Regions from separate parts of the Mus musculus genome. Here region 1 is linked to region 2. Evidence: chromatin contacts called from public promoter capture Hi-C data. All regions are on one chromosome and are shown on one strand. The core of a region is the stretch at or near the end of the contact, and the rest is flanking DNA. Distances in the headings are between cores, read along the strand shown.

The links. Promoter capture Hi-C pulls out the DNA fragments that hold promoters and counts their contacts.
Region 1: a contact with region 2 is called in a promoter capture Hi-C map of embryonic stem cells, with 2.8 times the contacts expected there. The contact joins the promoter of Gldn here to the promoter of Cyp19a1 in region 2. A contact is called at or near these places in 7 of 39 promoter capture datasets (cranial neural crest, embryonic stem cells, liver and 4 more), 3 of 484 Hi-C or Micro-C datasets (embryonic stem cells and nephron progenitors), 4 of 115 datasets of contacts at active chromatin or transcription factors (all in embryonic stem cells) and 2 of 9 other capture datasets (adipose tissue and pancreatic islet).

What each region holds. Positions count from the first base shown.
Region 1 is chr9:54,285,109-54,292,035 of GRCm38.p6, reverse strand. Gldn (gliomedin) reads right to left here and starts at 5,550. Exons shown (of 10, transcript NM_177350.5): 1 at 5,150-5,550. The coding sequence starts at 5,512. The region is part of intron 1 of Gldnos (gliomedin, opposite strand); the gene reads left to right.
Region 2 is chr9:54,191,350-54,198,235 of GRCm38.p6, reverse strand. It overlaps Cyp19a1 (cytochrome P450, family 19, subfamily a, polypeptide 1), which reads left to right and starts at 4,493. Exons shown (of 9, transcript NM_007810.4): 1 at 4,493-4,979. The coding sequence starts at 4,835.

The sequences.
Region 1 (6,927 bases), core at 4,301-6,800, 93 kb before region 2:
ATGCTCCACTATGTTCATAGCAGCCTTATTTATAATAGCCAGAAGCTGGAAAGAACCCAGATGCCCCTCAACAGAGGAATGGATACAGAAAATGTGGTACATCTACACAATGGAGTACTACTCAGCTATTAAAAATAATGAATTTATGAAATTCCTAGCCAAATGGATGGACCTGGAGGGCATCATCCTGAGTGAGGTAACACATTCACAAAGAAACTCACACAATATGTATTCACTGATAAGTGGATATTAGCCCCAAACCTAGGATACCCAAGATATAAGATATAATTTGCTAAACACATGAAACTCAAGGAGAATGAAGACTGAAGTGTGGACACTATGCCCCTCCTTAGATTTGGGAACAAAACACCCATGGAAGGAGTTACAGAGACGGAGTTTGGAGCTGAGATGAAAGGATGGACCATGTAGAGACTGCCATAGCCAGGGATCCACCCCATAATCAGCATCCAAACGCTGACACCATTGCATACACTAGCAAGATTTTATTGAAAGGACGCAGACCGGGGCCCAGCAAACACAGAAGTGGATGCTCACAGTCAGCTAATGGATGGATCATAGGGCTCCCAATGGAGGAGCTAGAGAAAGTAGCCAAGGAGCTAAAGGGATCTGCAACCCTATAGGTGGAACAACATTATGAGCTAACCAGTACCCCGGAGCTCTTGACTCTAGCTGCATATATATCAAAAGATGGCCTAGTCGGCCATCACTGGAAAGAGAGGCCCATTGGACTTGCAAACTTTATATGCCCCAGTACAGGGGAATTCCAGGGCCAAAAAGGGGGAGTGGGTGGGCAGGGGAGTGGGGGTGGGTGGATATGGGGGACTTTTGGTATAGCATTGGAAATGTAAATGAGTTAAATACCTAATAAAAAATGGAAAAAAAAAAAAGACAGCATCTATTGATTTGCATTATAATGTTATACGTTAAAAAGTATTGGAGAGATGGGTCGGTGTTTAAGAACACTTGGTGGGACCCTGGTTGGGTTTCCAGCACCCAAATGGTGGCTCACAACCTTCTGTAACTCTATTTCCAGGGTGATCTGAAGCCTTCTTCTGACTCCCAGGCAAACACATGGCACATACACATACATGCAGGTAAAATGCATACCATAAAATAAACCTTTAAAATTATAGAAAATTGGGGAATGGTGTCATGTGGCTTTAATCCCAGCACTTGGGAAGCAGAGGCAGGGGGATCTCTGAGTTGAGGTTGAGGCTGGCCTGGTTGACAAAGCAAAATAAAATGGTTAAGAGCACTGCCTACTCTTCCAGAGAACCCTAGTTTTCAGCATGGTGGCTCACAGCTGTCTGTAACTCCAGTTCCAGAGGACCTAACACCCTCACACAGACATACATGCGGGCAAAACACCAGTACACATGAAATATATTTTTTAAATATATAGAAAATATATTAAACAAAGAGCTAGGTATAGTAAATTCAGTGCTTAGGAGATTCAGGCAGATAGAGGGAGATCTGAAGGCTAGCCTATGACATAGTAAAGCCCTCTCTAAAATAGCAATCTGGGGTAGGTCTTAAACTCTATCATATGCCCCATGTAGTACCAGAAAGTTATTTAATTATTCTTATCTTCCTTGATAAATTATTTGGATTTACTTATAGAAAAAAAAAGTAGCTTTCTTATTAGAGAAGTATCCAGACTTTTGAATGATATTTCAGGTGTGGGAGTGTGCTTGGTACCCACGGCTAACATTGCTATGGAGTTATAGTCATCAGCCTCTGTGCATTGCAGGTTTTCTATGCTACTTTGATTTTTTTTTTTCAAGTGAAAGTTCTTCTGGATGCTCTAGATTTGGGGTCAGAGAAGATAACAGAGCAAAGGTACCAGGGTATCAGTAAGATATAAAGAAAGAGGAGCTAGGAGAAGGAGGGGCAGGAGAAGAGGGATGCACATAGAGAGACAGTGGGGAGAGGAGGCAGATTGATTCTGCTGGAAGAGAAGATTACCAAAGGTTGTGGGAAAGAGAAACGAGGCAGCCGTGTGCCCCCTACAGGACAGGAGGACGTAGGTCTGTGCTCATCCTTACCATGGATTCCCATATCCCTTCTCTTTCTGGCAGCGTGCTCCCCAAGTTATGCCTACTGTCCCACTCAACACCTTTCCTCCAACACATTTCCTTGCTTTAAAAAAAATCATTAATATGCCTGTCTATGTCAAATTAACTGTACTTCAGCAGTGCAGATCAGAAAGCCCATGCTGGGCGAGCTGCGTACTTTTTGTTTTAGCCAAAAGCACAGACACAACCCACAAGGAAGGAAGCTAGTCCTGGATAAACAGGCCACTCTGGACGGTTATTTGAAAATGCTGGCATTAATCTGCGTAGAGCTTGCTTCTCGTCCTTAGATCTCCAACATAAGAGTCTGAGCATGAGGCCCTGGGATGGTCCACAGATCTTACACTCAAGATCTGATACTATAAAAAAAGGGCCCTGGGGGTGGATGGGTATTTCAAGCATAAGAAGTAGACATGTCTACCTCCGTGATTTATTCTAGAGTCTTCTCTTAACTGTTAAGACTTCCTAAGACCTAACGAGTCTACTTGAGATGCCCAGAGATTTTTTTTTGTAACAAATTGGTTTCTTGAAGAGAAAATTTGTGAGGATGAGAAGTATATTGCTAATATAAAGCAAAACAAACAAACAGACAGACAGACAGACAAAGGCATTTCAGCAGTGAAATTGGCTCCATTGCTTAAAGCAAGGCCTGGTGGGAACTGAAAGCATTTAAACCAGATACCTGACTCTCCTCAGGACCTCATATCACTCTCCTGTCTGCCAGTAAGTGATCTCTCCATCCCAGGCCACACCTCAGACTGATCCACTTGGAATAATATCTAGGATGGATTCAGGTACCGATAGGTTTCAGGTGTCTCTGATGACTCTAGGGTTCTAGGACCTCCTTACTCAAAATGTGGCCCTTAAACCTGCAGCGCTGAGATTGGTGGGCACTTGTCTGCCATGCAGAATTTCATACCTTAGACCCGCTAGCGGGTCTTAACCTCTAGATCATGACACCCATAGGGGGCCACATATCAGATATTTACATTATGATTCATAACAGGAGTAAAATTACAGTTGTGAAGTAGCAACGAAATAATTTTATGGTTGGGGGGGTCACCACAGCATGAAGGTATTGAAAGGTCTCAGCATTAGGAGGGTTGAGAACCACTGTCCTCGACCGTATGAATCGAAACCTGCACTGCCCAACATGCCCAAGATACTTATGTGCACTGTAGAGTTGCAGTGTTCTTAGAGTATGTATGACACCCCGACTACTTCCATGAAGACATGATGAGAGTTGCTCACACTCATCAATGTGATCACTATATTCTGGTCTTGCTGCATCTCCCTCAGTGACTCAAAAAGGTCTCAACATACGCACTGCAGATGTGAGGTCAGCGGGTGCTGCTGCTAAGCTGCTCGCTGCAGTTTCTGTGCCGATCTGTAACAGCAGCAGGTGTTCAGAGGGACCTGGGAAATGAGCTCATTCTCTTCTGCTAGGGACTGAATGGGCTGCAATTTGGATCCAAACCATCTACCTTAAAAGCAGGATTGGAGGTAGAAAGTGTTGTTGCTCAGATGCATCTCTCTTGGAAGGTTTTTTTTTTTTTTAAAAAACCTTTTAAAATGCAGAATGAAGGGCCAAAAGAGTGCCCTAGGGTTCCCCAGCGAGCCCTCTTCATCTTACAGAGGCTGGAGTTTCTGAAATGTTTGCTTAGGCTTCGTTTTTAAATTTTTTACTTGAGTGAAAATGTGAGGCTAGAAATGGAAAGCTCGACCTTTCTCAGACTAGGTATTTGGAGTGTGTGCTGTTTGTTGTCCTAAAAGCCTTTCAACTCACACACAGTCGCTGAAAACTTCTTTAGTAACAGCACATGTTTAAAGTAGACTTCTCTTCAAACATATAGGATTCCAAAGTATGGCTCACTGGACTTGGAGGGTCAATTGGACATGTTCTAATTATAAAGTGAAATAAGACCATGGCTATTGGAGCGGATGAAAGGGAATGGGAAATGGAAGGGGCCCGGGGCAAGGGGGTGGGGGTGGGGGTGGGGGTGGGGGATGTGACCTAAGTGTAGCTGTTAAAGAACCACTGGATGCAAACCAACCAAAACGGAACACCCGAAAACTGGAAGAAAGGAGGTTTTTCTTTAAAAGTCTTTGCTTTAGACTAGTGTTTCTCAACTCTCAGGAAGGGAATTACTTGGAGAATGTAGAGAGAGGCCCAGGGGTGTTGTGGCACAAGTCTGTAATCCTGACACCCAGGCAGGGGAAGAGTTGAAGTCCAAGGTCACCCTTGGCTACAACAGCCAGTTGAAGGCCATCCTAGGTTACATGAAACTGTCAAAGGAAGGAAGGGAGGAAGGAAGGGAGGAAGGGAGGGAGGGAGGGAGGGAGGGAGGGAGGGAGGGAGGGAGGGAAGGAGGGAAGAGTGGGTGCTTAACAGAAAAAAAAAAAAGATTAATGCCGGAACCTTCCCTGGCTGCATACAGACGTTGCATGTAAGAGACAGCTCACACCAGCAGTTCTGGCTTTCCATTCTTCTGAGCTTGTGAAGCGACCCACATTAAGAACCTTGGCTTCATTAGTGTGTATTCGCACTCTAATAAAAGTTACACTGCATCAGTCCCTCCTATTTGGAACAGCTTGAGAGCCACAGACAACTTCCAGCAACTAGGTGGCAAGTTTGGTTATATTCTTACAGGAATGAGCCCGGGCCAGATGGGAAGGAAGCCTAACTACTAGACTGTGCCAGGCAAAGGACTCCTTTGTTGAAGAAAAGTCTCCTCTTTGGTTTCCGAGACTCTGTGGGTCAGTTCACACCCAGGAAACTTTTGACAAAAGTTGAGAAAGGCTCTTAATACTGCTCACGTCCCTCATTTACCTGCAGACTCAAAAGATGTCAGAAGTGAAGGCTTGCCCTGCCCGGTCCCTGTAGATAAAAAGACTGATCTCAAAAGAGTTAAGCAGAGTGCCAGGATGACCTCCTTAGCCACACAGATACCCAAGATTCTCTCTAGGACCTTGCCCCTGGCCAGGGGATCCCGGCTCCCATCACCTCCCTCTGCCCCAGCCTGACGGGGGCGCCACGGGGACGAGCCCCTGCCTACCGGCACCATGGAGTAGGTCATCATCATCATCATGTCCTGGCTCTCCGCACGGATGTGTGACGCAGGCTCGCCGTTGTGGCTGCGCTTGTTGCGCGCTGCGCTCATGGGGTCCTGGGATGGTTCGGGGACCCGGCCCGGCGCACGACTCAATTCGGCCAGAAAGGCGCGTAGGGCGCTGTCCTCGCGCTGCTCTCGGCCGCGTTGAGCCTCCAGCGCCCGTAGCGCCGCGCTTAACCCCCGCCACTGGCACAGCACGAACACGGTGCCCGCGGCGTTCAGTGCGGACAGCAGCGCTATGGCCACCAGGGCGCCGCGCAGCCCCCAGCCTGTAGCCCCTTGGCCTCGCTCTGCGGCTCGGGTCATGTCTGCGTGCTCAGGCCGGGCGGCTCAGGGCAGCACTGGGCCTCCTCCCGCAGTGGCAGAGGCTTTAAAGCCTCGCGTGAGCCGTGGGCTGGTGGCAGAGCCGTGAGTCAGGCTGTCTTTAGACCCGTCTGGCGAAGCGGGTTGGGGACAGTAGTGGTGGCGCCCCAGAAGCCCAGAGGGACAGGCGGGCAGCAAGGGGGTGAGAAGCCAGAGGAGACAAGTGCGGAGGAGGGGCGACCAAGCAAATAGCAAACAGGCCTCCCTTCCTTTTCTTGCTGTCCTGCCCGTGGGCATTGCCAGGGTCCAGACAGGCATAGTCAGGGTCAGACTGAGGAGGAGGGCAGGAATTCTTAAAGCCTGAGAAGTTTCTAGATTCCACCCCCTTATCCCTCCAGTCGTCTTTGGAGAAAACCATAAGCATGCCCTGTTCTTGGGAGGTCTGCTGCTTGGGCCCAGGCCCAGGCCCAGGCTGCCCATCACCCCTCCTCAAGGCCACCATGTGCCTATGGAAGAAAGACCCTAAGAGATCTTTCCCAGAAAGGGGACAGTGGAAGACAGGGAGATGGTTGGCATTAGAAGTGTAAAAAGTCACCCATCAGAACCAGAAAAGCCAGGTTGGCTTAGCAAGCAAGGATCATCCCAAAAAACGACTTCTAGGACGAAGAACTTGCCCTTGAGACCCAGACCAGAGAGGAGGCAGAATGATGAGGAAAAAGGATTTTGGAGACCTGGTTCCAAAGCCAGCGGCCAATGCCAGACATCTGGGAGTGGCATGATCGCCAGTGTCCTTTCTCAGTCTCCCACCCCCACCTCCCTGTTGGAGATCAAAGCCAGGGTTTTGCAACAGCTAGGCAAGAGCTCTACTTCAGAGCCACACAGGATTTCACTACCTAGCTCAAACTGGTCTTGAAGCCACTCCCGCTTCAGCCTGAGTGCTGGAACTACAGGCATGTTTTCCATTTTATGTATTTATTATTTTATGTGTATGTGTATTTTGTCTGTGTATGTGTGTGTACACTAGGTGTGTGCCTAGTGCCCACAGAGACCGGAAGGAAGGTATCAGAATTAAGGCGTTGCCTGCCTCCATGTAGGTGCTGGGAATTGAACCTGGGGTACTTTGGAAGAGCAGCCAATTCTTTTAACCACTGATCCATCTCTCTAGTCCCTACCAGGGCTATTCTAAGCAAATTCCTGCAAACATATTGAAGTTCTTTTCAGCTGAAGGACTGCAGAGCCTGCTTAGGACTGGAAACTCCTCTAAGCTCGGGTGCCTGCTCTGATCCAAGAGTCTGTGTTCCACGCTGGATACAGTGGTGCACATCTCAAAACAAACCCAGCACTCTGGAGGCAGCAGCCGCTGCCGCTTGAGTTTGACACCAGACTGGATAAGTCCGTGATAGTGAGACCCCGTCTCA
Region 2 (6,886 bases), core at 3,244-5,743:
TGCCTGCCTCCCCTGGTACCCAGCTTCTCGGACCCCGTCTGCCTTGCGTTTTCTGTTAACTCATTTTTCTCCTTATGTTCTCCTCTTTTTCTGTCATTAAATCTTGGTGTCCTTTGAGACCATTCTCAGTCTGAACAGCTTTACTGAATGGTGCTTTCCGCAGCCCAGGGGTTAATGTCCACGTACACATTTTCCTGCAGTCTTCCGCTCAGAGCTGCCTCGAGCTCCCAGATATTAGCATCTGCGCATGTCTGAACAGTTCCTGGAACTCAATGCATTTCTGTCTCAAAGAATGGCACCACCATCCCTCAAAGTTGAAATTTCCAGTCTGGGAGCTTAGGGATGGTTCCTAACACTCTTGTTGACCCTGTTCCAGCAAATTTAAATCAAAACCACTTACACCACTTCAAATACCAAATGTCTCTTGACCCATCTGCCTCCTTGAGCCCCCAGCTCTCTCTCACCCCCCTCTTGTCTACAGAACTGTGGAAGATAACCAGTGTGTCTCCTTTCCACCTCAAAAGTTGTCAGTGTGTCTTACTACCTCTGTGATACTCTTTCTTCTGCCACCAGAGTGTTTGAAAATTTCTGAAGATGTGATCTTACTGACTTCTGCTCTTGTCCTTTGATGTACAGGACAAGTCCTTCAAGTCAAACTGCTGCCATCTTCATGAGTTGAGCTGTGCCCACTTGCAAAAGATCATCACAGCTGGGTCTGTTGATTGTTGACATTTTCTCATTCAAGGAGGGGTAGGAGGGTCATGGGATCTGCATGTTCATATCTAGCCACTCCTCCTACCCAGTTGTATGCAGTTCTGCCCTAATTGTACCTAGAGTCAGGGAGGGGCTGGCCTATATAAAGTGGGAAGAACTAGGGCGGGGTTTCATTTATGTGTCAACAGCCATGGGTGGTGCAGACTGTCCTGTGTGGGGGCTTTAAGGCCACCTGTGCTCCAGCCCGTAACCTTTCACCCATATCTCTGTAAGTAAGCCCAATGAACTCATTGGCTCTTCAGAGTGAGCTGTGGTGGAATCATGCCTCCGAATGTCTTTAGGACCTCTGATGAGGGGATAGTTGTTTATATATTCTCCAAGGAAGGAATTTTGGTGACACCCTTCATTTCCTCTCATTTCACACTTAGTTAGCTTCTCGTTTCTCTTAGGAAAAACTCCAGCATCTTTACCACAACCACAGTCTATACGAATGTGCCAGGCCCAGTGTGCTTCACATATACCCCTCTTTTGGAGCTTTGGAACCTAGCTTTCTTGCTGTCTCTCTGTCTCTCTGTCTCTCTGTCTCTCTGTCTCTGTCTCTGTGTGTGTGTCTTTGTCTCTGTGTGTGTGTCTGTCTGTGTTTCTTTCTTGCTTGCTAATGGCTCTTTTTTCTTAGCATCAAGCTTTCCCATCCACTTCTACCAAGCCTTCCACTCTACAGTCCCTCTCTTCTTAGAACAGAATGTTCTCCAGACAAAAGACTCTCTGCTCTCTCTAGAAGTTGTCGTTCACTTGAAAAACCATCCCATAAATGTTTTTATGTTTTCAAGATCCTCAACTCCAGGGAGTTGAGGTTACAAATGTCTTGCTTCTAGTGGTAACCTTAGGAGTCATTCCCCCGGGGGAAAGCCCAATGAAAGGGGTGCACCGAGGGGGAGCCAACATGGCTAGGCTATGTTTTCAGGAACGAGGGACATAAAAGCGGGAGTCTGGGGATACTGGAGAGAATGAAAAAGAGGGAGACTTGTACTCATTCCTCAGACTCAGACTCACCAGCTAGTCTCCCTGGTGGACAGACAGAAAGTAGTAGTGGTATGATCTGATAACACCTACATCCATTCCTTGCAGAGGCTTTAACTGGGGTGTCTAGGAATCCCTTCTGGCAATATGGGGACTAAGGCTGTACCCTAACCCAAAGGTTGTCAGGACACCAAAGCCAGACTCTGTCCCTTCAGGTTTTGCCATGAATCAAGCTGGGGACTTTGCATAGAGACTTGGCATTTCATTAGCCTGAGGTTGACCAGGGCATTAAGTGAAGGCATTACACCTGAGACAATGACCTTTAGGGGGACAGTGAAGACTCTGGTAGTTATATTGCTCTTGAAGGCACTGAGCACTTGAAAGTTGTGCACATGTATGTGTGCGGGTGGGTGCATCGAATGCTCCTCTGTGTATGTGTGCATGCATGTTTGTGCATTTGTGTGTGAGTATGTGTGTATTTTCCATGATGTGAACAATCATGTATTCCTCGTGCTAGAGCATTGACAACACTAAACAGACTAAAGATACGATTCCTCCCAAATCTAGCTCAGTGAGGCAATGAGTTTACTGGTGTTCCAGGAACACAGGTGACAAAAAGGCAGGCGCTTCACTGAAGGCCCACCCCAGCACGGGGGAAGACTCACAGCGTGACACACCTCAAACCCTCTGATCAATTGGCAGGCATTTCCAGTGAAGAGAATTTCCTCACACTCATCTCTCAGTTCTACAATGCTGGAAATGGATCACACACACCATGCGGCATTCTGAATATCCCGAATCCTGAGCTTCCTGTCTGCCTCCAGGAGGGAACATTTCGACTCATAGGAAATAGCTACATGTATGTGTCTGTTGTTGTTGTTAATTGTGTGTGTATGTGTCTATGTGTATGTGTGTGTGTTCAAATGCTTCAGTGCCATTGTGGAGGTCAGAGGACAGTATAAGAGTTGGTTCTCTCTTTCTACCTTGTGGGTTCCGGGGCTCAAATACAGGCTGCAAGTGCCTTTACCCCCTAAGCTATCTCATTGGCCTGCTTCCTTTTTCTGTTGAGCATTTTATTCTCTGCAAGAGAAAAAAAAAACTGTCCAAAGTTAACAAAGGGAGCAGCTACAAACAGCTGCCGACTCTTCATTTCCCACTCAGAGCAACTGGAAAACTGTAACAATTAGACTGCTCATCATATGCACAGACACTTTTCCAGTGTCTTGAACTTAATTATTATTGAATGGTAGCGTAATATAATGAGTTAACAAATGAAGAACAAACTGAATAAATTCAATTGTGAAATTTCTGTGGTTGCTAGAAACCAAAGGTTGCGTAGAGGTCAGGGGAGAAATGTTATTACATAGTGCCCTAGAGTCTGGTGAAAGGTATGGCCTTTCTCCCCTCAAAAGTGCATGTGTGGGTTGGAGAGACCCTACTCCACGGCTAAGAGTGCTGGCTGCTCACAGGAATGTGCACTTTCGGTTCCCAGCCCTCATGGCAGGCAACTCACACGTGCCTGTGACTCTAGCTCCCTCTTCTGGCCTCGTCAAGCACCTGCATAAATATGTGCATACACCCATGCAAACACACACATAAAAATAATATATTTAAAAAAAAAAAGTGTATGTGAGCCCATTCAAAAATTTCTGCAGCACATCAGGGAATCCACAGAGCTCCTGATGTCCAATTTGAAATCACTTTTGTGGACATAGAGTTCCAGTGTGAGGTCAAACTCAGGTCAAACTCAGCCAAAATTTTCTGCCTGTATCTACTACATAAGCTTGGAGTGGGTCATCTGCCATTGGAAAATGCATTTGATGAAAATGATACAAGCTTCTCAAACTTAAGTTTTTGGCTTTTTTGTTTCTGCTTTTTGTTTTGTTTTTGTTTTTAACTACTGCCATCTCTAAAGCTCCTCCCTGTAAGAGTTTTTGATAAAACCTGACTGAAGACACCTCAGCATGCTGTTGTTGAAACCTGCAGGTCCAGCAGCTCAGCCTAAAGAGGAATGACCTGCACAGGGCACAAGTCATCACTAGGAACAGATGGCTGAGTGGCACCTGAGTCACTGCAGGGCACACTACTCTTACTGTTCTCTGCCCACTCCATCATTTTTCCTTTCTCCCTCTTTTAAAAAAAGATTTATTTATTTTATGTATGTGAGTACATTGTAGCTGTATTCAGACACACCAGAAGAGGACATCAGATCCCATTACAGATGGTTGTGAGCCACCATGTGATTGCTGGAAGTTGAACTCAGGATCTCTGGAAGAACAGCCAGTGTTCCTAACCACTGAGCTATCTCTCCAGCCTCCTTCTTTCTCCCTCTTTATTCGTGCCCCTTCCATCCCCACTGCCTCTCCTGCTGACCCCCATGAACACTGTTTAACCAGCCTATGGTCCTAGTTCTAGATCCTCATTAAAGCCACCAAAGACTGCCATGAGTAACATATCTTGAATTTCATAGATGCCCTAATGAAGACTCTCTGAACACTTTGATGGTGCCCAAGAAATGCATTCTTTCTGTAGAAGGGTACAGTCCGGGAAAATAATTTTGATTATGGGTAGGAATTAGGACATTGTGTATGTTGATTTATTTTTATAATTATATATTTATAGTGTGTGTGTGTCCTGGGGGATGAACTCAGGTTGTTAGACTTGGGTACGGGAGCCTTTTCCTGCTCATGATTTGTTTTGTTAATTGAGTTTGCTTTTAATAAGGAGGATTGCCTCAGCAAATGCTGCTGATGAAATCACAGCATTGTGATTGTTCCTCTGGAATGAACTTCAGAGAGTTGACTCTCAATTGAGCACGTCACTCTACTAACTCAAGGGCGAGATGATAAGGTTCTATCAGACCAACTGTTGAACAGAACCTGAGCCTCCCAAGGTCATCCTTGTTTTGACTTGTAACCACAAATTTGTCTTGTCTAAGTGTCCAATCACTATAAAACAAAATGCCCATCTCTCCAATCCAGCACCCTTCCAAGTGACAGGAGCCACAGCCAAACCGCTGGGTTACGTTCTAACTCCACCACTGCTTTCTTCCCATAGAACTTTACTTTTTTTTTTTTCTTCTGAGGCCAAATAGCGCAAGATGTTCTTGGAAATGCTGAACCCCATGCAGTATAATGTCACCATCATGGTCCCGGAAACTGTGACTGTCAGTGCCATGCCACTCCTGCTGATCATGGGCCTCCTTCTCCTGATTTGGAATTGTGAGAGCTCGTCTTCAATACCAGGTAAGCTGTTGCTTTAATTCTACACTAACAGAAAGAGTTTCACGGGGCTTTTTGGTCTGTGGCATGCATTATCTATTTATTTTATTTTATTTGTTTGTTTATTTATTTTGTAAGAAGAGCAAAATTGCTCTTCTTCGAAGAAGAAGCACAGCTCACAAGCTGGACTTGTGAAGATTAGGACATGGTAAACTGATCACCTGCCCACGACAGATGACCACATCACAAATGGGTGTTAGATGCTCCCTCCAGTCTGGGCAGTGCTTTGGGAGGTTTGACATGGAGTAGGCAGGGTCAAGTTCTAGAATTTTTGGCTAAATTAAAACAAGCACCACCCGATTCTAATAGATTCCAGCTCTGCTGTGCCAGCCGGCGAAGCGCCTCTGGGCTGCCCTCTCTCGCGTCCTCTTCCTTCCCCTCTGCCCTCTGTCCTCAGGGACACCTTCCCCTCCCTTGCTTGCGTTTATCCTTTCTCTCAATCGTATTCTTCATTTCTTTTATTGGCAGCGTGGTGATGGTGATGGTGCCATAAGGGTTGAATGAGAACTGGCTATTGGGAGAAGAATAGGGACAAGGCCCATTCTCTGGGAGCATCAGAGTCGGACAGAATTATTCCAAGGTCTTTGTGTCAGTCGAAAGCAGAGACTAATATAATTCTTCTGATAATCTCAGTGAACCATTTTGCCACCGGGGCTGAAATGATCAATTATTAAGTTAATTCAGAACAAACAGAAATTTCAGACAGTGTCTTTAAGTTTAGGTATGAGTTCCTCACACTATCACCAGTTTCTAGCTCTGTAAGCTATCCAACAAGGCCTGTTTCAAAACCATAGTGACCACACATTCACAAATGTGCTGAGACTCTGAACAAGGCAGTTGGAAGTGACAGCTGCACCAGGGAGTGCACAGACCAAACGCTGTGCCTGGATTCTTTCTCATGTGTTTCCCATAGTTGCCCATCTATCTGGTTCAGCCTGGCACTTTAATTTCTAATTTAGCTGAACACTGAGTTAAGTGTGTTGACGTCTACCTTGGCTTGGATACTCCCTGCCACAGATTTCCCTTCCAGTGGTGAGCTCCTTGGTCAGGGGAAAGGATGAGGGTAGGATGCAGTAGAACATCTCTGTTTCCCTGTCATAGGCTCAGATGCTAAAGTCCAGCCTGTATCATAAGAAATCAGCACCGTATCTGTCAAGAAAGCCACACAATTCTCAAATTTTAGTATAAGAACAACTTTAAAGGAGATTAGTTTGCTAGCTGGTTCCCAAGCCCTTCCCTGGAGTGTTTGAATTGCAACCTTAAACAGTTTTGTTGTTGTTGTTGTTGGGTGTTTTGTTTTGTTTTGTTTTTGAGACAGGGACCTCGCTATGCAGCCGGGACCATTCGGCTTGTCTAAAACTCATTATGTAATGTAGATCAGGCTGGTGTTGAACTCACAGAGATTTATCCGCCTCTCCCTCCTGAGTGCTGGGATTAAAATCACGTAACCACCACACTTGGCTAAAACATATACTTTTAAAAGAGGCACAGTGAGAAGTGACAGTCCTGGGGCCTGGGTCAGGAAGGGAGGTGGTACTTCCTGTATTTACCACTTCTGGGCCAGGGATATGGCACTGCTTGTCTTCAGTGTCAATCACCTAGACAGGACAGTGGTCCTGTTGGTAGAGCCTGTGGGTTGATACTGTAAAACCTTTCCTTGGTGGTTTTTCATGAGCAGCCAAGTTTGAGAGCCACAGAGATAAGCCCAACTCCTCTGTGTGTTAGAAGGGGAAAGCCCCGGATGATCTGTGTTGCCAAGGAACATGGTTTAAGAAGTAAGAGAAGCCAGAAAGTCCAAACAAAATAAAGGGTTAAATCCCAAAGGAGGGAAATGGTCTGCTGATGCCCAGCTAGAAGGAAGACAGGAGCCC